Linked DNA regions of Mus musculus: regions 1, 2 and 4 are each linked to region 3. Evidence: chromatin contacts called from public Micro-C and promoter capture Hi-C data. All regions are on one chromosome and are shown on one strand. The core of a region is the stretch at or near the end of the contact, and the rest is flanking DNA. Distances in the headings are between cores, read along the strand shown.

Region 1 (5,432 bases), core at 691-3,190, 1.0 Mb before region 3:
CACCTAAGACGGTCAGCTAGGGCTGACCTTCCTTAGAAACTCCATCTGAATTTGGTGCCTGCCAAATTCCCAGGACTGATAACAGAAGTCAACTGTTAAACCAACACCATGTATTCAGCAGATTATCACATACGGGTCCTGGCTCATAGTAATGGCTCAATAAACACTTGAGAAATCAATGAGGAATTATTTTTCAAAGGTATAGTACTCTAGAAACCACGATAATCTTTCAAAACTCATACTACCATTAGACATCGTAATGAAACTACAAAGTGGAAACAAGCAAGCTACAAGCACCAACTGCCCTATTTACAACACACACTTTAAATTTTAAACTTACAAATTTTCAAGCTTATACATGTACATAAACTTTCAAGAACAGAAGGAAAAACTCAGATTATTAATTTAAGTCATTCAATAAATAAGCTCTTATTTCTTTTAATGAAAAATCAGTGTCAGGGTGAGATGAAAGGGGAAAATGTCTGTCAACGTATTCGGCATGTTTAATGGATGCCATAAATCAAATCTTCCCATGAATTTTCTAGAGCATATTCACGTCAATCTTTGAGCCTATTGTCACTTTCACACATGCTCACGGGAACAAAATGACAAAGAATGCTATGCCTCAACCACTGGATCCGGGCAAGAAACATTTGATTAGCAATTACCAAAGCTATGGATAATAAATATAGACATATTTTCAAAATACAATAATCCGAACGACTCATAAACCGAAGCTCTGAATTTCTTTACAAGGCTTACTAGACTGCTGGACTTTCAAACGTTTTCTTCTTTTTTTTAAAGGTGCTGATAATCTCCTTGTGCGAGACAACCGGGAGCGAACAGCCCATTTACCGATTGCTAACGAATACGACTTCGCATTTTCCAGACAAAAGGGCGTTAAAAGAGATCCGATGCAAATTTATTCTTCCCTGGTAAAGGAGTGTTCTCCCGAATTCCATTTTATGGAGTATACTTAAAGTTAAAGGCAGCAAGTTCATTTTTTAGTCAAAAGCACTAGGTGCCTTACTAGCTGTGTGACTGCTACATCTGGTGGCAGAACACTTGCATGCAAGGAGCCAGAAAACTTAGAAAACAATTGTAACCGATCTCAGTGCGTGTTTTGCAGAAACCTTCAAGCAGGAATTTCCACCAAAAAAAAAAAAAAAAAAGCCCACCACCCTTGGGCAGAAAGGAACACGAGCGTACTTGCAACCCACGAGCATAACGTTCAAACATGCAGGAGCCGATGGCGAAGGAAGGAAAGTTGCAACCATCTGGGGGGGGGGGGGGGGTGGCACGAGCAGCCTTGCCCACGAGTCGGTCTGCCGTTGGGATCGCTCTAGGGGCCGCGATGGGGATCCGACTCGGATCCGAGGCAGCCCAGAGCATGCGGGAGGCGGGCGAGGGGCATCTTAACCGGTCCCGGCGGCCCGGCTTGCGGCGCGGGGACCGCCTCTATGGGAGGAGTGCGGGCTAGGGGAGGGGGCTCGCGCGCCGAGGCTGCACCGCGAGGGCAAACCCACCCGAGCCCCGAGGCCAGGAGGCTCAGGGAGCCAGGGCAGGCCTCCCGCCCGCGAACCGCCACCCCCCACCCCAGCCCGGGGTCCGCGCGGGCCGAGGGAGCCCGCGGGAGGGCGCGGCGGCGCTTACCTTCCCTGGGCCTCCCGGATGGCGGCGTGTGATTCAGCAGGGACCTGGCCGCCGCCGCCGAGCCCGGGGTTGGAGACGTGGAGAGCCGGGACCAAGATGGCGGCCCCTCCAAACTTCCACTGCTACTTTGGACACTCATCAAGCTACTTTCTGGGAGCCCGACTCCCCCCCTGCGACGGCGGCGGCACCGGCACCCGCCTCCGTCATGGCGGGGGCCGCGCTGAGGGCGAGCGCGGGCGCGAGGGCTGGGAGGGGAGCGCCGCGCCGCCGAGGGAGCGCGCCGGGCGGAGGGCGGGCGGGGAGGGTAGCGCCGAGGGGAGGCGAGTGGCCGGGGCCGCGGGGCCGGGGCCGGAGCGCGGGCGGAGCGCGGGCCGCGCCGACCGAGGCCACTTCCGCGGGCGGAACCTGCCGGCACCTCTGCAGTGCGTCGGGCCCCGGCGTCGCCCGGGCGGTGGCGGGCGGTGGGTGGCGGCTGAGGCGGCGGGGTAACCTCTGCATCAGTTACGGGCGGCGGCGGCGGCGGCGTCACGCGCCGCCAATGCAAACACTATCGCGAGGCTCCTGCGCCTCCGGTAGCAGCGGCGGCGGCGGCGGCCGCGGGGCCGGCAGGGGGGAGGGGGGAGGGCCCTGCCCGGGCGGGGCGAGGGCGGGGAGGGCGCGAGCGCGCTGGGAGGCGCGGGGCCCGCGGCGCGGCGCGGAGCGGCGAGTCGCGTGCGCGGAGCCGGCCGGAGGGAGGCGCGCCCCCGCTGCCACCTGCCTCCCCCTCGCCGCGGCGCGCCTGCTCCGAAGCGCGCCCCACACCCAGCCTGCCCGAGACGCCTCTGCTCTCGCCTGGCTCCGGAGTCTCAAAATGGAACTGAAAAGTTGAGAGTTGCTTCTTGCCCTTCAGGAGAAAAAGAAGAAAGAGAAGAAGGAGAAGAAGGAGAAAGAAAGAAAGAAAGAAAGAAAGAAAGAAAGAAAGAAAGAAAGAAAGAAAGAAAGAAAGAAAGAAAGAAAGAAAGAAAGAAAAAGAAAGAAAGAGCAGTGTGCACTTATCCATCTGCAAAACAGGAGTAGTCACGGAATTAAAAAAAAAAGAACCTAAGAAAATAAAACTTTCCTTAAAACAATCTACCAAAAGAATTGAGAAACCCTACCGGTGGGGTAGCCTGAGTGTGTGGTATAGCTGTTTGTTCTTTGTTTTCACAGAAGTGGAAAATCTAAATAGAAAATGTTGACTACTGAATTCACAGTAAAAAACACAAAAAACAAAAAAACTATAGTGTTCATCTTGAAGAAGGTATAGTTTCTAGAAATTTCCAGTTTCTGGTGCCGCTGTTGAGTATTGACGACGAATTCCCAAAACAAATTACAGCATTTGCTAAAATTTATAGATAGAGCATAGCTTTCTGCACACCCACGTACACACACCAGCGATTGGCCATCTTGTTCATAAAAGAGCAAGTCTGGTAGTCCAGGAAAAATACGACAAGGTTACTGCTCTCTTTAAACCAAATTGAATAGAACACTAAAATGATTATGCTATAGAGCAACTGTGCAGGCATAAGGAAATGACATGATTACCAGGGGGACCAAAATGTCATTTCTATTTTTTATTTTTATGACTTTGCATTTCTCATCGTAATGTTTTCTTCAGATAAACTGTACTCCCAGAATAGAGCCTTGGTTGTCAGCTATGCCAGAAGTCACTGGGGTGTTCCTGTGCTTCAGATTCTTGTTTTCAGTCACATTCTGCTTTTGAAACCTAAGAACTCACAAATTGAACAACTTTATTGACATAGAACTCACTGTAAAGTGTGTGGCTTTAGTTCACACTGTAGGGTGTATACAGCTCTGATGCCCCTTGTACAATCAGTAGCAAACATCTGTTGCCCACTCAACTCCCTTCTCCCCACCCCTTTGAGGTTCCTACCTGCCCCATTTCCATCCCCCTCAGAGCCATATATCTTCTTTCTATGCCACGGAGTAATTTGAATTTTCCTGAATTTTAGATGAAGTGTCCAGTGTTTTCTTCTGGACATAAAGTGGTTTCCCTGAACATAATTATTTTAATAGCCATATGGTTACATTTTCTTGTACGAATATATCCTGCCTTATCCCTTGAACTGTGATGGACATTTGCATTCTCCCTTTTCTACTTTAATACTTCCATGAACACTCGTGTGCAAGCCTTTGTATGGACATACACCCATGTCTTGGTTGCTTATCTATGACTTTATATGATATGTATATATATACTCTGCTTGCTTGGTCTTCTATATACTGGGGATCAAGCCTAGTGCTTCATACCTGCTAGGCAAACCCTCTACCCCAGCCCCTCTTTCTTTTAAGAGTAAGCTTAGTTTGCACACTGTATCATAAAGGACACAGAACAGGAAGGAAGTTAAAAGAACTGAGTTTAATGTCAATAACTATTAAAAAAATCAACTTTCCCATCTATAACAAAGATGGTTAGACTCATTGGGTGACTCCTGTCATTTCCAAGACTTTCATTGAGAGTTCCATTCCTCATAAACTGTAAATAAATCCCAAGGCAGAAAAGCAAGGTGGCTCGAGTCTTTAGTCCCACCACTTGGATGGTAAAGGCGAGCGGATTGCTTTGAATGCCAGGCTAGGCTGGACTACAGATACCTTCCTGACAACGTTTTGTGCACCCTGGGTTTTTTTGTTGTTTTGTCTTTTTCAGTGATGAGTAGAGGTGCGTGGCACATGCATAGGCGAGCTACCTCAGTTCTATTTTGCCTGTGGCTGCTGCCCGAGAAGGACGTTACAGATGCTGCTCTTGCCTTCTTGTGGCTTGTGATGAAGATAATGCACTTATCACCTTCTAAAGAAACCTCTCCCAGTTATAAGGAGCTGAGCAGAAAAACAAACGGGCTTAGCCTAAAAATGGCATGCCATGCAGCATCTGAATGCACGCCTTCAAAATTTACCAAATGGTAGGGATAGAATTTTCAGAGTACATTACAGTAAGTAAAACATGGGTATGACTGCCATTTGTAAGTTTGTACAAAAATATATGACTAGAAGGGTTACACCACAAAAGGTTAGTGACCACAATACAGGTTTTGAGACTATATAGCTATTGTTTCTACCTCTGTCTTTCCCCAAGTGGTGCACAGCAAAATATATTTTTTATGTTCAGGGGAAGTTCATTAAATGACCTTTAAATAATTTAAGCATAAAATGTCTCTAGACAAAAATTATATAAATAGGTAATTTTGGGGGGCTGGAGAGATGGCTCGGTGGTTAAGGGCACCGACTGCACTTCCAGGGGTCCTGAGTTCAATTCCCAGCAACCACATGGTGGCTCACAACCATCTGTAATGGGATCTGATACCCAATTCTAGTGTGTCTGAAGATGGCTACAGTGTACTCATATAAATAAAATAAATAATTCTTTAAAAATAAGTAAATAGGTAATTTTGTAAGCTGTATACCCTAGCTCCTTAGTAGCTTGAAGCAGGAAGACCATGAGTCCAAGGCCAACTGGGTCATACAATGTGATGGTTTGTATATGCTTGGCCTAGGGCAGGGCACCACTAGGAGGTATGGCCTCGTGAGAGTAGGTTTGTCACTGTGGGCATGGGCTTTAATACCTTGGTCCTTGCTGCCTAGAAGCCAATCTTCTCCTAGAAGCCTTCAGATGAAAATGTAGAATTCACAGCTCCTCCTATAACATGCCTGCCTGAATGCTGCCACGTTTCCGTCTTAATGATAATGGACGGAACTTCTGAACCTGTAAGCCATCCCTAATTAAATGGTGTCCGTGTAAGAGT
Region 2 (5,482 bases), core at 1,465-3,964, 1.1 Mb after region 3:
TTCTCAAGGTACTCATCATCTAGAAATACCAAGCTAAATTGTCATTAGGTTGAGCATCTGCATTTGGCTTTGGACAGAACACATTAATAGATATCTTTGTCTAGAACCTAGATTAGAAAATGAACATTAATGGAAAAATTGGCAAAACTCAAAATCTGTAGCTACCCATGTTAGTGATACACAGATTTGAAAACTGTGCCACAATAAGGCAGCACGGGGGGTAGCTGGGTAAAGGTGAAGGTCGTGACTCTGACACTGGATTTCCTGCTTTGCCCTAAATCTAAAAACATCCCACAACCCTCAAGACACTACGGTCCTCTAGTGATCTCCAGTAATTTTAGAGTACTTAAATATATTTAAGTATAGTTTTAAATATTGAAAATATCTTTTAAGCATTCTGAAAAAAACTTTAAACTACTTTTAAACTAGAAACCAACTTTTTTCCCCATTAATGTTCAGACAAAAATGACAGCTCTCATATTTTTCACCTTATTCAACTTTCAGCTCAGTTTACTTCAACTTTGCTCAAAGTGAAAAATTTGGAAGAACTCAGATTTATCGAGCATCAAACATGCACCAAAAAATTCCAAGTTTAGAGGCTTCTCTAGCAAACTGTATTTTCATATTATTACTTTTACTAAATTCAGAGTGTTCATGTTCATCTGGCAGGAAATGGTGTTCTTAGTAATGTTGTGATAGGTCAGAGATCTTAAAGAAGCCCAAGAACATGACACAAACACATGGCTGGGGTCAGTCTAGTGATCCACTAGAGTTGGAGTCTAAGCATGATGCTTTCAACCCTGTGCTTCTCCTCACCACTCCCCTCCCCATCTGTAAGCACATTCTGAAACTTTGATAGTTACATGAAAAATTGCACTTTATTTAAAGTTTATTTTTCAATTTTACTTCTGAGGTAGTTTATTAAGGAAAACAATAAACTTAATTTGACACTTTGGGACTAGGGAAATATAACTTACTTTAAAAGTTTACTAATCTGCTTAACGTTTCTTTAAATTTAAAAGTTTTCCCAAACAGCTTTTGATATTTTAATATGCTTAAAAAATACATGACATTAAAAATGCTCCCACTGTCCATAGTCTAATTTCAGACTAAAAATATCTATTTACTAATACAGAGTAACAACGTTGAATGACTAGTATACAACAGCTAACTTTTCTAACAGTGACAACTAAACTGACACTACATAAATCGATTGCTATAAACCTCTTAAAAACTTAGTCTTGAGGCGTGTTTTAACTATCTTAACAGGTGAACACACCTTTTCACAGTAAGCTAAGAGCAGCAATGGTCCACACAGATGTAAAATTCACATTGTCTACAGCACCTAATTTTACACTGAGTCTTCACTAAGACTTGCCGCTCCTCTCCACAACCTAGAGGTTCTAAAATTTACAAAAGAATCCCATCAGACTCGTTATAATAAAAATAACATTTAGCCAACCAATTTCAACTCTTAAAAGTATGAAGTGTGCTAACAAGCATGTAAACAAAATGACTTTCATCTACTTTTTAAGATTGATATTCTAGAAAACCTCAAAGGCCAAAGTTATTACTAACTTCAAATTCAAATTTCAATAGCCTCCCAACTATTTCACTTAACCCTACTCAGAACAAAACTAGTGCAAAGTTGGAGTAGTCTGCAAAACGCCAACAATTCTGAATGATCAGGTTAAAAAATAATAATAATAAAAATGTTCGTCCCTGCGTATAAAAGAACACCCTCCTTAAATGATCAAATACCCAAGATCTGGAAACTTGCTCCAGATTCAAAAACTCTAGAAACTAGAGCCATCCTTGCCTCGGTAGGTGATACTATCTGTGACCGATAGGCTGTGCTTGCAAATGTAGTGCAAAGAGCGAGTGAGTTTTCAAGTCCTGATACGAATTACTTAAACATCCATTTTGGAGTCCCGTGCCCACCCCCCACCTCCTCCGTCTCAGACTTCATTTTGTGAGGAATTTTGCGCGCGATGCCGCAGTGACAATCTCCGGAAAGCGCGGGCCGGCCCGGGCTCCCACCGGGGACGCGAGCGAGCAGGGAAGCGCGGCAGAGCCGGACGGCCCGCGCGTGACGGCCGCGCGGCGGCGGGAGGCCTTGGGCTGGCGGGCTGGCGGGCGGGCGCGCCGCAGGCCCGGGATGGCGGGCGGGCGGGACTTACCGCTCCGGCGGCGGCGGCGGGGACCCCGGCGGCGGCGGCAACGGCCGCCTCCTCGTCGTCGTCGCCCGGCGATGGCGGCCCTATCTTGCTGCAGGTAGCGGCCAGCAGAGCGAGCGGTGACGGCTGAGTGTCCTACCCGCGATGGGCGGGTTCAGAGAGGGAGACAGGGAGGGGGGTGGCGGTTAGGGCCGGGCCCGCTCGCACAGGAAGTACGGCTCGCTCCGCGCCTGGCCGCGCCGCCAACCCGGCCCCGCGCTCTCCTCCTCCTCCTCCTCCGGGGTCTGCGGCGCCTCTCCCCGCGCTCGGTGGCCCGCGGCGGACGGCTGCGCGCCGGGCCTCTTCCCTCCGTCCGGATCCCACCCGGGAGGGCGCGCACACTTGCACACTCACACACACACAAACACACACACAAAAAGGCGGCGGGCGGGGGCGCGCGGGCGGGGTCGGAGCGTTGGCGCCTCGGGCGGGCAGCTCCCGGGGCGGGGGAGGGGCGGGCGAGCGCGCGCGGGAGGGAGGGAGGGAAGGAGGGAGGGCGAGGGGAGGAGAAAGCGGCGCGCGGGGAGCCCGGCCGCGCTCAGCCGCTCCTCACCTGGGCCGCCGCCGCCGCCGCGCCGTTTCCGTGCTGCTGCTGTTGCTGCTGCTGCTGCTGTAGATACTCGCCGTGGCCGCCGCCGCCTCCGCCGCCGTCCACGTCCAAGGCAGCCATTTCCTCTTGTTTCACGGGCTTTTCGGGAGCTGCAGGCACAGCGCGGGGGGAGGGGGGAGGAGGAGGGTGGGGTGGGGAGGAAGGCGGGTGCGGGGAGGGAGGGGGCCCGCGAGCCGCGGCCACATTAGTGAGCGCCGGGCGGCCCGGGCCCTGCCCCTCCCCTGCCCTCCCCCCGGCCGCGGCGGCCACGGCGGCGGCGGCGCGCTCCCTCCTCCCCTCCTGCTGCCCCCGCCCGCCGCGGCTGTAACCCTCCTCCTCCTCGTTCCCTCCTCCTCCTCCCCGCGCTGCCCCTGCCCCCTCTCCTCTCCTCTCCTCTCCTCCCCTTTCCCTCCGCGGCGCTCGCTCCTCTCGCACCGTCAGTCACTCGCACACGCCCGCCCGCCGCCGCCGCCCGCGCCCGCACACAGGGGGGATGCGCTCCCGGCGGACCGGGCCGCCCGCCCGGAGCCCGGCGGGCACTCGGCGCTGGGGCTGGAAGGGCTGGACAGCTGGCTGGCGGAGATGGGAGTGCGGCTTTCTGCCTCCGCCGACACTCGGTCGCACGCTCCCGGAGGCCGGGAGCCGGCGGTGGCGGCCCCGGGCTGGCTGTGGGCGGCAGTGGCAGCGGCGGAGGCAGCGAGGGTTGCTCTCTCTCGGCTTTACGTACCGGTCATAGTGTGTTTAGGACAGCTCAGGCGGGGCTCCCCGCCGCCTTACACATGGTGAGAAGCGAAGGCGGCGGCGGCGGGAGAGGATGCGGGAAGCGGCGGCGGACACGGCCGGAGCGGTCCGGGGAATTTTTTTTTTCCTATTTTGATTGACTGTGCGGGAAACACAAAAGGTGGAGCCTCCAGCCCAAAAGGGGGGAAGAGGGCGACAGCCCGCCCGGAAGTTCCGCCCCTCTTCCCGGCTCTCATTTGCCGCTAGGCTCTCCGTCAGCTCTGTTCATTGGTCCGGACGCCTGTCCGTCGCTCGGCCTGGCGGCGGGCTTCCTGTTTGCCCCCGGGTTGAAGGGGAGAGACAATGAGCGGCCGTGGCGCCGTAGGTTCTCCAGAACGGCCCCGGCTCGCGCGTTACCCCGCTGTGCCAGCCTCGTTCCTCGGCTGCGGCTGCCAGACCCGAGGCGCAGGCCTCTTCCACTGGCTGGCCCTGTGTGCAGGCCTCGCCAGGCTGTCGGGGAGCCGAGCTGGGGAGGAAGTCCGTCCCCGGTGGCTCCGGCTCCACTCGACGTCTCCTCCATCCTGGCAGCCGACCGGACTGGATCTCCCCAGGGCCCGGGCGCTCGGAGCTGCGTCTTGCCAGCGCTGCCAGGAGGCCACCGCCGCTCGGCCCCAGGGCTGCTGCTGCTACTGAGCAAACCGGACCCGCCCCACGAGCCCTGGGGGAGGGAGCTGGTATTGGGGGAGACACCCCCTCCGAGGCTGGAGGAGGACGTTTTCACACACATTCAGCTCTTGGTCGCAAGTCGGATCCATCACCTTCTCATCCTCCCGAGCTTAGCCCGTGGTTACCAACCATCTACTTTTGTGGACCCTGGAGGCGGGCACTTAGAGCAAAAAGATATCTCCAGTCCCTTCATAAAGAAAAAAGGTTTTAGTTCTGGCCAGTGATATCAAAGCAGGCTTAGTTATGTTTTTATTCAATGAGATACAGTCACCCTTTAAAATCAGTTTGCTGCACACACAAACTACCTGCTTCTTAACCAAGAAAGTCAGTCAACATTTGTTAAAACAGTACATCTAAAAAGTATCCTTCCTCTTGGGAGCGTTTAGTTACTTTTTTTTTTTTTTTTAAATTTTGTACTTAGTGGTGTATTAACACCCCTTCCTTTGACATCCTCAATGCCTTGCAGTCAGTCATTCAGGAGAAAAAAGTGTTCTGCAAACAACAGACAGAACGTTGTCTATTACCTCTAGATACTTTTGCTTAAGAAAGGTTGAATTTAAGAGTAGGAAACACTATCCACAATACTTTTATTAGAAATCTACCTCAAGCAAGAATAAACATCCCAATTATTGTACTTGTATGTTTTGTATGAGGTTGAAGGCAAAGCATTTAAACTAGCTTTGTATACACGAACTTGAAAATTCATGGGGGGGAGGGGCAGTGCATACATCGGTTTCAGAAGCCTTTTTGGACTTGTTTTTTTGTTTTTTGGTTTTTTCTCGTTGGTTGTGGTTTTTGTTTTCAAGACAGTTTCATGTGTAGCCTTGGTTGTCCTGAAACTGGATTTGTAGACCAGGTTCACCTGGAACTCACAGAAACCCACCTGCCTCTGCCTCCTGAGTACTGGGATTAAAAGTGGGGGCCATCTCCGCCAACTACTTCGTGGTAATTTTTAATACAGTGACACATGTTCTCTTTCTCTTGTGTCATGCAAGCAAGAACAGTCTTTCAGGGCCAAAAACCAGATAACTCAAACTAGCTGTTTTGAGGCAAAGCTCTTAAAAATGCACATCAGTGCTGGGCGGTGTTGACACACGCCTTTAATCCCAGCACTTGGGAGGCAGAGGCAGGCGGATTTCTGAGTTCAAAGCCAACCTGGTCTACAGAGTGAGTTCCAGGACAGACAGGGCTACACAGAGAAACCCTGTCTCGAAAAAACAAAAACCAAAAA
Region 3 (5,605 bases), core at 2,603-5,102:
TTATCTGAATGATGTTTATATTCAATTTTAAATTATTTCCTACTGAACCTCTGGCACACCATGTATGTGGAATAGTTCTCATAAAATCCTAATAATGAGATGCCTTTTTTGTTTGTTTGTTTTTCGAGACAGGGTTTCTCTGGGTAGTCCTGGCTGTCCTGGAACTCACTCTGTAGACCAGGCTGGCCTCGAACTCAGAAATCTGCCTGCCTCTGCCTCCCAATTGCTGGGATTAAAGGCGTGCGCCACCACGCCCCACACATAAGATACCTTTTTATTAGCTCTTTAGTAAGGCCTGGGCATTGTGTAAACATATATAACTATACTATTTATGCTACGAAGACTTATGAAGGCATTTGTTGTACTTTCCTAGTACTATATTGATACTCAGTGTCTTAGTTAAGGTTTTACTGCTGTGAGCAGACACCATGACCAATGCCAAGTCTTATAAAGGGCAGCATTTAATTGGGGCAGGCTAACAGGTTCAGAGGTCCAGTCGCATTATTTATCATCAAGGTAGGAGCATGGTATTGCCCAGGCAGACATGGTGCAGAAAGAACTGAGAGTTCTACATCTTCATCTGAAGGCAAATTTAGGAGAATACTGGTTTCCAGGCAGCTAGGATGAGGGTCTTAAAGCCCACACCCACAGTGACACACCTACTTTAACAGGGCCACACCTTTTAATAGTGCACTCCCTGGGCTGAGCATCTACAAACCATTACACTCAGAGAGATTAAGACAGACACACATGGAAAGGCATATGACTGACAGAGCACAGTCAAAGCATTAAGATGCAACCCAGGCTCTTTCCTTTACAATACCCTATTTTCCCACAGCCTCCCAGGGCCATCCTTATAGAGCTGTTTTCTAGACTCCTATCTAAGGGTCACTAACAAGAGCCCCTCCCTCCATGATGTCCATCTGACTGAAATGGCTGTATAACGGACAACAGTTTTCCATGTTGAATTGTGTCTGTTACTCTGTGGTTTCCATCTGCTCTCCGGGTCATCCAGAACAAACTTAATCCTTTCAAACAACAAGCTCTCCTGCATTTGACAGGATGGTGTTGTAAGATACCTGAAATTCCTGCCCCAAATATGCTTCCTTTGGCAGATGGATTTGAGCTACAGGCCACTGGAGAAAAGCAGTAGACAGTGGAACAGCTATAAAAATAGGTTGTTTTGTTAAGGATATTTCAATTTATAATGACTTATCATTTCTCTAAACAATCATTTCACTATACTATATTGGAGATATTATATGCTGGGATTCAAGGCCACTTTTTTTAAAAATTATCATTCCCCAGCTATACAGCACAAATATATGAAATAGGCATCTTTTTCTTGTTTTTGTTTCTTTACAGGGTCTGATGCAACAAAGGACTTAATGTTAGAATAGCCTTAAAGACCCATTAAGAAAAAAACAAGCCGGGCGGTGGTGGCACACACCTTTAATCCTAGCACTTGGCAGGCAGAGGCAGGCGGATTTCTGAGTTTGAGGCCAGCCTGGTCTACAGAGTAAGTTCCAGGACAGCCAGGGCTACACTGAGAAACCCTGTCTCTAAAACAAACAAACAAACAAACAAACAAACAATAAACCAAAAAAGAAAAAACAAAAAAACCAAACCAAAACCAAAAAACCCTCTAGGGGCAGGAGAGATGGCTCAGTGGTTAAGAGCACTGACTGCTCTTCTAAAGGTCCTGAGTTCAATTCCCAGCAACCACATGGTGGCTCACAACCATATGTAATGGGATCTGATGCCCTCTTCTGGTGTGTCTGGAAACAGCTACAGCAGTGTACTCATATAAATAAAATAACTCTTAAACGAAAGAAAAACAAACCTCCATCTGGTGAAGGGGCTAGATTCTCTGGCCTGGGTGGAGAGCTAACATTGCAGTTGGGCAGTGTCAATCACCTGGCCTGGGACTGCTAGGAAAGCAAACTCGCCTTCAGCTATCCTAAATAGGTAGAAGAAATATTTTGTCCTTTAATGAGATATTGTACTTTTCCTTCCCAGAATTCCTCCTTCCCCAACACTGTTCCTATAAACCACCATGAGGTACTGGGTTGGAGTCAGAAAGGCACAATTTTCCCTTTTTTCCTCCCTCCCTTTACCCCCTCCCTCTTTGATGCTGCTTTTTCTGATACTTTGGGCTTCCTTACCCTTTTCTCTAAGGCCCCCCTTCCCACCCTGTGGCAGACCTCCATCTGACCTCCATGCCAGTAACTGGAGCAGCATAGGTCTTTTCGTTGGTTTGTGCTTTTTTGTTTGTTTGTTTGTTTGTTTTCTTTCTTTACCCCATTCTCCTCCTCCAGGCAGCTGCTGAGATGCACAGCTTGTTTACCTTGGAGGTTTTTTTTTTCTTCTTTTAAACTTTAATAAAATTATCCTTGAGCTTCCACTTTAGTCTATTCTTAAACTCTTTTCTAAATGAGACTAAGAACCCCAAGAGGAGACCACAATTTCTACTGGATACTTGAGGAAAAACAATTTTTCTTTCTCTAGAATCAAAACCACTTGCTTTTGTTTCCATGCGGACAATATCCCCGCTTTGTGCTACACACAGTTTGTTGGATACAGAATAACAGCTTTCTTTAAAGGGACTCTGATCTAATTTCTGTTTTTCTGTGTATGTTGGGGGAGGGTGGGCAGGTATTTGTTTCTTTGTTTTCAGATAGGAGTCAGAATAACAGGCTGGCATGATTTCGGATGACCTTAGAATTCTCACCTCCCACATTGCTGCTTCCACTTGCAGATCGCTGAAATTATAAACCTGGGCCAACACAATGTGGGGGGGTGGGGTGGGGGGGGTTGCTTTTGTTTTTTCTTTCCTTGTGCTGGGGATGAAACGCAGGGCTTTGGATATGAGCTACATCCCAGACTTCATGATTTGTGTTTTTTCAAAACCCAATAGCGAGCGGGGCAGTGGTGGCGCATGCCTTTAATTCCAGCACTTGGGAGGCAGAGGCAGGTGGATTTCTGGGTTCGAGGCCAGCATGGTCTACAGAGCGAGTTCCAGGACAGTCACGGCTATACAGAGAAACCCTGTCTCATAAAACATAAACAAAACCAAAACAAAACCCAAAAGCGACCAGCATGGAGCTATGAAGTGTTATTCGGTGTGTATTCTACATAATTGATAAACTTCACACGTGGCAGGATAGTTTTCTTGCACCTAAGACACAGCAAATGTTAGGGTAGTTGGATGGGGACTTTACAGTGTTCAGAAGACAGACGTGATTTTCGTGGGGTTAGATATTAAATATGTTCTAATTCTACATTCACTATCTCTATACATTGAAAAGATGGAGCAGGCACATTGTAACTCTAAGATGAGTTAACAGAAAAAGAGCGAGTAGTCTTTAAGTACTGTGGCAATATTGCTTGCATAAAGTGTTTCAACGCGCTCTTCCCGGGACTTTCGTTGCTGTGGAATTCTTTAGAGCCACACCCCCAAGTTCAACTCTTGTACCACTGTTCGGCTGCACCTGCAAATCAAGGGCTTGCATGATCCAAGGGCAATGAGAACAGGCTCATTGCCAACGATCTCGCACAGCCTAGAGCTTTTCCGCTGAGACTGGGAGGGCGGAGGAAGTACGAAAGGGTGCAAAGGGGTGCAACACAGCGCAAGCTGGATCGTTTAAGCCGGGCTCCCACGGCGGCCACTCGCTCCGGGTGGTTTCAGCTGCACCACACCCCACAAAGCTCAGCAGCGCTCCCTTTTTTTTTTTCTTTCCCCGCCTCCGTCCTCCCAGGGCCCCGCCTACATGGGCGTGTCTTTAACCAGGGGCGGTGGCTAGCGCAGCCTTTCGCCCTCCTCCGTGCTGTCCGTGCTCCGCCTACGGGGGCGTGGTTCCAGCGAGGGGGCGGTGGCCGCAGCGCTGACAGCAGCTCCCCGCCCCCGCGGCCAGCCACGTCCCGCACGTAGCGCCCGGGCAGCGGCATACAGCCGCAGGTTGGCGCCCGGAGCTCCGGCTCCTCCGGCGGGGCTCGGTATGAGGCTGGCAAGGCTGCTGCGGGGCGGCACGAGCGTCAGGCCGCTCTGCGCCGTCCCCTGCGCCAGCCGTAGCCTGGCCTCGGCCTCGGCCTCGGGTTCCGGGCCGGCGTCGGAGCTTGGCGTTCCGGGCCAGGTGGACTTCTATGCGCGCTTCTCGCCGTCGCCACTCTCCATGAAGCAGTTCCTGGACTTCGGTGAGGGCGGCCGCTGGGCCGTCGGGCCTCTGTGCACGGGCCCCGTCCTCCCAGGCGCACCCCTCCTCCTCCCTCGTGTCGCCCCCCCTGCGTCTTAGGTGCTTCCTTCCTCCTCGGAGGGAGCGGGCGCTGGAAGGCCGGGCACGTAACAGGGACGTGCGACTATAGTGTGTTTAAAAAAAAAAAAAAAACTACAAACCCAAAAAAACAAAGCAGGGGGCCCGCGGCTGCAGCCTTCCGCGCACGTGCGTAGGTGCGCGCTTGGGGACCTGGTGTCTTTGGGGATGCCTTGCTCAGGTTCAAGGCCAGGGCTCAAACTGCTTCGAGGGTGGTGTTCTGCAGAGGCGAGATCGGTGCCAGCACAGTGGCGATCGTTTGGAGTGGCGTGATGGCTGGAAAACAAGTTACTACTGGCCCAGTGCTTTCCTCGCCAGTGTTTTCACCGAGAGCAAATTCGTTTCAACAGCAGCCAGTCTCAAGCACGTGTAAAGTGCATGGTCTTGTCTGTGTGTAACAGATTGCAGAACTGCAGAATTAGGCCTTTGACTTTTGGCTTCTCATCAGGAGTAATGAGGCGGAAAGGGAAATGCTTAGAATAAACTCTTAACATTGAAATCCGAAAGTTCTGGAGTAGAAAAAGTTATCTTCTGTGTCGTGCTGCCAGGTTATAACATGGTTAGCACGCACGAGAGATTAGTGGTGGGGGTAGGTACTTTATCTTAAAATTGTGGTTTGAAGTGACAGGTGCTTTTCCTTGTGTTTCTTTAGTAAGGGACTATGAAAGGCCCCCGTTTTGTGTGTGTGTTTTGCTTTTATTTGTGAATGCCTGTACTGTGGTGTAGCAATGTTCACCTTGTTCATGAATACGCTATTAAACTTTGGCAAGATGCTTTCCTTAATAATACTGCTACTGTTGACAAGATAGTTTTCTGCTAAGGTTCCATCTGCGAGGTCCACTTAGTTTCAAATGGATTGCTGAAATGTGACTTTTTTAGTTCAAGTGAAGGTGCTTGCCAGGGGAGGGACACTTATCAACTCTTCTGCCAAACATCTGGATTCAAGAGTGGAGGAAGGGGGAGGTGATGGTCTCAGGAATCAGACAACTGAGCTGGTTCCACTTGATGGTTGGTGATACTGTGTTGATGGTCTTTGCCTTCTGTTGCCTGAAAACCTCTGTACTGACTGTGTTCTGGTGGTATTTGTTCTGGTGGTTAGTATTTGTGTCTAGTCAATGACTTGGGTCAGAATTTACTCAAAAGTCGAGAGTCAGGATTTCTTTCTTTTCCTTTTTTTTTTTTTTTTTCTTCTTTTTTTGGTTTTTCGAGACAAGGTTTCTCTGTAGCTTTGGTGTCCTGGAACTCACTCTGTGGATCAGGCTGGCTTTGAAATCAGAGAGTTCCTCGTTCTTCTG
Region 4 (5,738 bases), core at 904-3,403, 1.2 Mb before region 3:
CCAGTGAATGACTTCACCCTGAGCCATCTCCCAACCCCTAAGCTAAAACTTTGGCATCTGAACATATCAGTACCATGAAGGAGATTATTAACTGCCCAGCAGGATAAGATGATTATCAACAAATCTAGTTCTTATATTTATTGTCTTGTATTAAATATTGATTCTTTGCATTAGCTGCCAGGCACTCCAGTACATACCAGCAACATGCAACCAACTCTGCTGCACTCCCTGCTCTTGAGAAGTCATGTGACCACACCTTTCATTTATTTAACTATGGACTCGTGGGGTCTTTGAAAGATACTATAATTGGCTTATTAGCAGCAAAGAGAGACGTGGTAATTTATTTTCAATTTTTAAACAAAAATTGTTATAAAAAGGCAGGTCCTTGAGCAGTATAGAATACATAAGAACCCAAGATAAATACATAGTTACCACTCAGAAGTCCATAGTATAGCCCCTTCTCTTATCATCCCAGACAGTCCTATGTGGAGGAATGCACTAATGTATACTTTATTTTTAAAAAATCATTTTATATGCCTATAGGCTCAGTCTGTCTTCTAACTAGCTCCCTACCTCAGTAATTATCTTCCTTTTCATTAAAAGAAATAGTCTTCTCCTAAATCTAATATTCTAGCAACCATATTCAAGTTTCTCCAATTGCACCAAAAATGCCATTTACAAGCCAGGCACAGTGGCATATCTCAGCTACTCAGAAGGCTGAGGCAGGAGAGTCACTGGGAATCAGGGATTTAAGACTAGTCAGGAGAACACAGCAAGATCCCAGCTCTCTCTCTCTCTCTCTCTCTCTCTCTCTCTCTCTCTCTCTCTCTGTGTGTGTGTGTGTGTGTGTGTGTGTGTGTGTGTGTGTCTACACTGAGGCTGGAAGAGGGTGCTAGATCCCTTCGAGCTGAAGCTATAAGCATTATAGACAGTCTATTGTCGGTGCTGGGATCTGAATTCCCATTGACATGACTGAGCAGCCAACACTTTTAACCCGTAAGCCTCCTTCCTCTTCAGCCCTAGGAATTTTTTCAGATTGGCCTTCTGTTAGCTTTTTGTCAATGACAAAAAAACGACTTAAAGGAGAAAGAAAGATTTGTTTGGCTTGTAGTTTCAGTCCATAGCTGTTGGCTCCATTATTTTGGCAAAGCTGTTCATCTCGGGGCAGCTGTGAGGCAAAGAGAGAAAGTAAGCGGCAGGGTTCTACTCCCTACTTTAAGGACAGACTCCAACTTCCTTCTACAAGGTCCATCCCTTCAAGGTTCCTCCACCTCCACAGGCTAGGGACTATGAAACCTCTGGGCTTCACTCCAGATCCCAATGCAAGCTCTTCCTGGTATTTCTTAGTTTTGTCTATGGGTATCTCTTTCAGTCCAGTCTTCTTAATTTCATATGATTCTGATTCCATATGGCGAACTGGTCAGCTGTCGGGAAGAAAGGTCCCCGTACTGTATTCCCCTGGCTCTTTAGAGCACCACTCATTTGCTCCTCTACCTATCCTTTAAACTAGACTATCTAACTGGTGGCGTGTTGGGTTAACTATGAAAAACCATTTGGGACTAGAATACTTCAGAACCCTTAATAATAGCTCACACTGCAAAACACCAAAGACAGTCAACACCTGGATGGGACACCATTACTGAAAGTCAAACTATAGCATGGGGAGGAGACGGGGCAGGGAACACTGAGAGGGGTGCAGTGGGGCAACAGGCAAAATTCCAAGGAAATCCAACCCCTGCCCCTCGCTCCTGCGTAGCTCCGTAGTGTTCTATCAGGACGAGAAGAAAAACAACAAAACAGTAACCGCTTTTATTTCAGGGAACACTGCTCTTTATAAACGTGAGCTGAGAATACCTGATATTCCAACCCCAGAAAGGCACTGTGAACTATCCTCAGGTATACAATCTTATTAAACAAGACCTAAAACAAAGCAAGCGCCAGGCGTGCTCGGCATCTGCTCCCTTCCTCTCTGGCCTCTGGTCACCAGGAGGCGCTGCGACCAAATACCCTTCTGCGAAGGTAGAAACGCGCCGAGATAAGTCTTGTCTGCTCCGGGGCCCCGTAGCGAGCCGTCGCGTTCCGGGCTGTCTTTCCGCTTTCTCGCGCTCCCTGCCTCCGCCCGCTGCGCTCTTCCGATCGTTCCCTCCGGCTCCCGTCAGGGGGCGCTGTCTGCGGCGTGGCAGCGGCCGTGGCTGCCGGGCGACGATCTCCCGGCGGGCTGTGCGGCCCGGCTCGGGCTGCTGCAAGTGCCACGTCCCAAGAGCTACGCGGAGTCGCCAAGCGGGCGGTGCGCGAGGCGGAGCAGCGCTGAGCCGGCCGGGTCGTACGGATCGCCCGCCGCCATGGGCTCCTCGCAGAGCGTCGAGATCCCGGGCGGCGGCACCGAGGGCTACCACGTTTTGCGGGTAAGGCCCGGGGGGACGCCGGGGCGGCCAGGCCCGAGTCCGCGGAGCACCCTGGGCGCGGCTGCCGGCGACGTGGCCCGGGACCCACCACCCTGGCTCCTGGCCCTCCGCACGGCCTCGCCGCGCACTGGCCTGAGCTTCAGAGTTAGGAAGAGCAAGGGGCGCCGCCTCCAGAAGGAGCCGGAACCCGTACCTGTGTTCTCGGGGAGGGTGACGGAGCCACAGGCTAAGCGGAGATGTCACGACCGGTGTCGGTTCATCTCGGCTACCCCTGGATGCTTGCAAGGGCCACCTGGACAGGGAAAGGAGCACGAACGGCCTCGGGCTAGATTTGACAGACTTAAATTTAGTTGATTTTTGATAGGACTTTTCCGTTCCGGGTCGCTCCTGACCCTTCCAGATCTCTCCAACATTTCCTGGAGGAGAGGAACTTCCGTTCTTCTTTCTAAGATGAAATAGTCGGGGAGATTGAGGTTTAGGTCCGCGGAGGAGAGTTTCCAAAATAGCCAGGCTTGATGAGGAAACGCAGCGCCAGACACCAGGGGTCAAAGACACATCCGCCTGTGAACGGTCCTTTCCTCGTGGAACCAGGAATGTGGTGACACCTGTGTGAGTGCTAACATGGGCTGTGAACAGAGTGGCCTCAGTCTGCATCGCCATTTAGGGACAATCTTCTCTGAGAGTGTGCTTGCTTACCTTCATTTTCTGCCCTGGGTCGCATGTTCTGAATGAGATAACGTTTTAAAATAGCCCAGATACCTGAACGATAGGACTGTGATTGGTCACCTGGTTGTCGGGATTGTGGTTGTCTCTCCATTCCACTCAAAAGAGACTTTTGAAGCCCTTGTTTTTCCAGGGTGTTTCTTCATATGCCATATTACTTTCCTATTTCCTTCAGCTAACCAAACTCCTAAATCCCACACTAATAGGAAACACAGGAGAAAGAACTGCTTCATCCCGGGTTCGTAGGAAAATTAATGGCGATGCTTTTTCATCTGGTCTGATTCTGAGTTGACTCATGTGAGGTGTATTATCCTGTTACTTGCAGATTCTGAGTGTGGCCATGAACCCTTAGGGAGCTGCAGTATTTTTATTATAATAAACACCCAGGGAAACCTAGTAAGACACATTAGTGTTAATGAGTAGGAAAAAAAAATAGTCTTTAGGGTCTTAGATGGATCTTCATGTCAACAGAACTTCAGTTTAATGAGCTCATTCCTATGGAAGACAGTTGAAGTATGTCGTCTTCATAGGTGTGCTTCGGAGGATTTCTGAGTGCACACATAGTTAGTACAGGTGTGTTATTACTCTCTTCCTTGAGCTTTAGAAATAGTAGGGGCAGCCCCAGTTACCAGTCTGCATCTGGAGCACAAATGTTACAAAATATGAAATCATTGTATAGAGGGTATAAACCAAGGGAGCTTTAGTGATTATGTCATGAAAGCAAATGTTTTTAAGTTTTTAACCCTCTCTCTCCCTGATTTTGCCACTCATTGCCTTACCTCTGTTTTCAGAGAGAAAAAAAGAGTTCTCTCCCTCCTATCCGTTGCTTCCTAAGGCATGGTGGTACGTCCCACTACAGACCCCGATCTTGTGAGCCAATGTGTCTATAGCAGGAAACTTTTGAGATAAACTCACCCATGTTTGAACTGATGTAATTTCACTTTCTGTGGTAACTACCAGTTTGCTGGCCGTTCACTTGTTAGTGGTAAAAACACTATTTGCTCTTCTGATGCCCGTATCTGCTGCTATCTTACAGGAATCCACATAATCAAGTAAACTTGGAGAGATTATTTTCAGTACTTACTGCTCAGCTCTGCTTTACAATCTTTGGGCAATCGGAAACAGACCCAGCAATTACTCTAAGCAGAGTACTTTATCTTCTTAGGTGCTATGAATTTCTGTCTTCCTGTCTGTTCTCTTAGGTGGCGTATACGTGTTTTTTTCTGCCTTCCCGCATGGTTCGGTGCAATTGTGATCCCATTATATATTTACTGTTATCCCCATTGCAGAGGTGACTGACCACGGCAGGGTTTCTCCTGCGGTCATTCAGTGTGTTTTATGCAGAGAAGCATCTCTTCCCACACCTCATCTGCTTTTCTCAGGTTTTTGCTTCTTTGTGTAACTGGTGGAAGCATATGATACCTACTGTGACTGTGATGTTTCCTAACAGGGCCGTGAGGTTCACTGCATTGAGCTTCATAGGAGAATGTGGTTAACTAGCACCTCCTGGTGTTGAGCACGGAGTTTTCTGGTCTTTAATTCTTCAAAGGATATGTTCAGACCCTTAAATTCTTTTTGTTTCACTTGAATTATACATTCCAAAATTACAGACTTAACATTCTGTAAGTACTGATCTTCATTTTACTAAGTTGCTGTGTTTTCTGGTTATCCGTTCTTTATAGAACACTTAAACACATTTCAAGATAAAGTTTCATGAAATTGCACTGTCTAAAGGTAAATACTGCTGGAGTTTTTGTCTTTATTTTCCTGTGCTTTCCTCTACCCCCTATATATATGCCACAAAGGTTTTGAATGCTGTGGCATAATGAAGTTGAGTGTGGGCAAAATATATATTAGAGTGGGGTGTGGTCAACCACACCCATAATCCAGCACTTGTGAGGTAAGGCAGGATTGCCAAAAGTTGAAGACCAAGTTTGAGTACAAAATGAGTTTTAGGCTACTCTTAGTTACAGACTGAGACCCTGTTTAAAATCAAGAACAAATAAAGATAGATTAGTCATACAGCCTAAATAATTAGCAGTTTTATTTCTTGGTAAGTAAATTGGAACTAATTAATTAATCAGAAAGCTGTACTTTCAAGGAAAAGTTTATCAAACACCCTGAATATTTTCAAAAGTTATTTTTTAAAAGTGGGTACTTAGGCCGAAGAGATGGCCCACTGGTTAAAGTCACATACTGCTCTTGGAGAAGACCCGTGTTCAGTTCCCAGCATCTAAATTGGATGGCTCACAAATGCCTATAACTTTAACTGTAAGAGTTATACCTCTGGCCTGTGCAGGCATATGCACATACCACTGCCAAAGTGAACTCTGTAGTACACACCTTTATTCCCAGCACTCTGGAAGCTGAGGCAGGCAGATCTCCGAGTTTAAGCTCAGCCTGGTCCATATTTTGAGTTCCAGACTACTTGTGTCACAGAGTTTAAAGAAATGTTACTTTTAAAATCCAAACAATAGGCTAGAACTATGTATCACTTTTTACAGACAATGTGTCCTTAGGGCTTCTAGGTTTTATAGAAGTACTATAGGCTGCCTCCTACAGTCCCTGTATGTTGAATGCCAGATTCTTGCTTCCATTTGACATTTGTTA

Evidence for each region. Promoter capture Hi-C pulls out the DNA fragments that hold promoters and counts their contacts. Hi-C and Micro-C count contacts between places; a contact is called where the count stands out from the background. Capture Hi-C pulls out chosen DNA fragments and counts their contacts.
Region 1: a contact with region 3 is called in a promoter capture Hi-C map of liver, with 2.8 times the contacts expected there. The contact joins the promoter of Tlk1 here to the promoter of Pdk1 in region 3. A contact is called at or near these places in 8 of 39 promoter capture datasets (the 3T3-L1 cell line, the HPC-7 cell line, cranial neural crest and 4 more), 1 of 484 Hi-C or Micro-C datasets (CD4 T cells), 2 of 115 datasets of contacts at active chromatin or transcription factors (fetal liver and pro-B cells) and 1 of 9 other capture datasets (liver).
Region 2: a contact with region 3 is called in a Micro-C map of embryonic stem cells, with 6 times the contacts expected there. The contact joins the promoter of Sp3os here to the promoter of Pdk1 in region 3. A contact is called at or near these places in 8 of 39 promoter capture datasets (the 3T3-L1 cell line, embryonic stem cells, hippocampal neurons and 4 more) and 1 of 484 Hi-C or Micro-C datasets (embryonic stem cells).
Region 4: a promoter capture Hi-C map of second pharyngeal arch cranial neural crest shows a contact between it and region 3. The contact joins the promoter of Gorasp2 here to the promoter of Pdk1 in region 3. A contact is called at or near these places in 8 of 39 promoter capture datasets (the 3T3-L1 cell line, 3T3-L1-derived adipocytes, cranial neural crest and 4 more), 1 of 115 datasets of contacts at active chromatin or transcription factors (astrocytes) and 2 of 9 other capture datasets (adipose tissue and liver).

Annotation. Positions count from the first base shown.
Region 1 is chr2:70,823,540-70,828,971 of GRCm38.p6, forward strand. It overlaps Tlk1 (tousled-like kinase 1), which reads right to left and starts at 1,941. Exons shown (of 20, transcript NM_172664.3): 1 at 1,654-1,941. The coding sequence starts at 1,792.
Region 2 is chr2:72,976,718-72,982,199 of GRCm38.p6, forward strand. It overlaps Sp3os (trans-acting transcription factor 3, opposite strand), which reads left to right and starts at 2,715. Exons shown (of 3, transcript NR_045269.2): 1 at 2,715-2,878. It overlaps Sp3 (trans-acting transcription factor 3), which reads right to left and starts at 3,729. Exons shown (of 7, transcript NM_001018042.3): 1 at 3,533-3,729; 2 at 2,770-2,915; 3 at 2,181-2,312. The coding sequence starts at 3,539.
Region 3 is chr2:71,869,372-71,874,976 of GRCm38.p6, forward strand. It overlaps Pdk1 (pyruvate dehydrogenase kinase, isoenzyme 1), which reads left to right and starts at 3,853. Exons shown (of 11, transcript NM_172665.5): 1 at 3,853-4,194. The coding sequence starts at 3,999.
Region 4 is chr2:70,659,356-70,665,093 of GRCm38.p6, forward strand. Gorasp2 (golgi reassembly stacking protein 2) reads left to right here and starts at 2,154. Exons shown (of 10, transcript NM_027352.4): 1 at 2,154-2,405. The coding sequence starts at 2,343.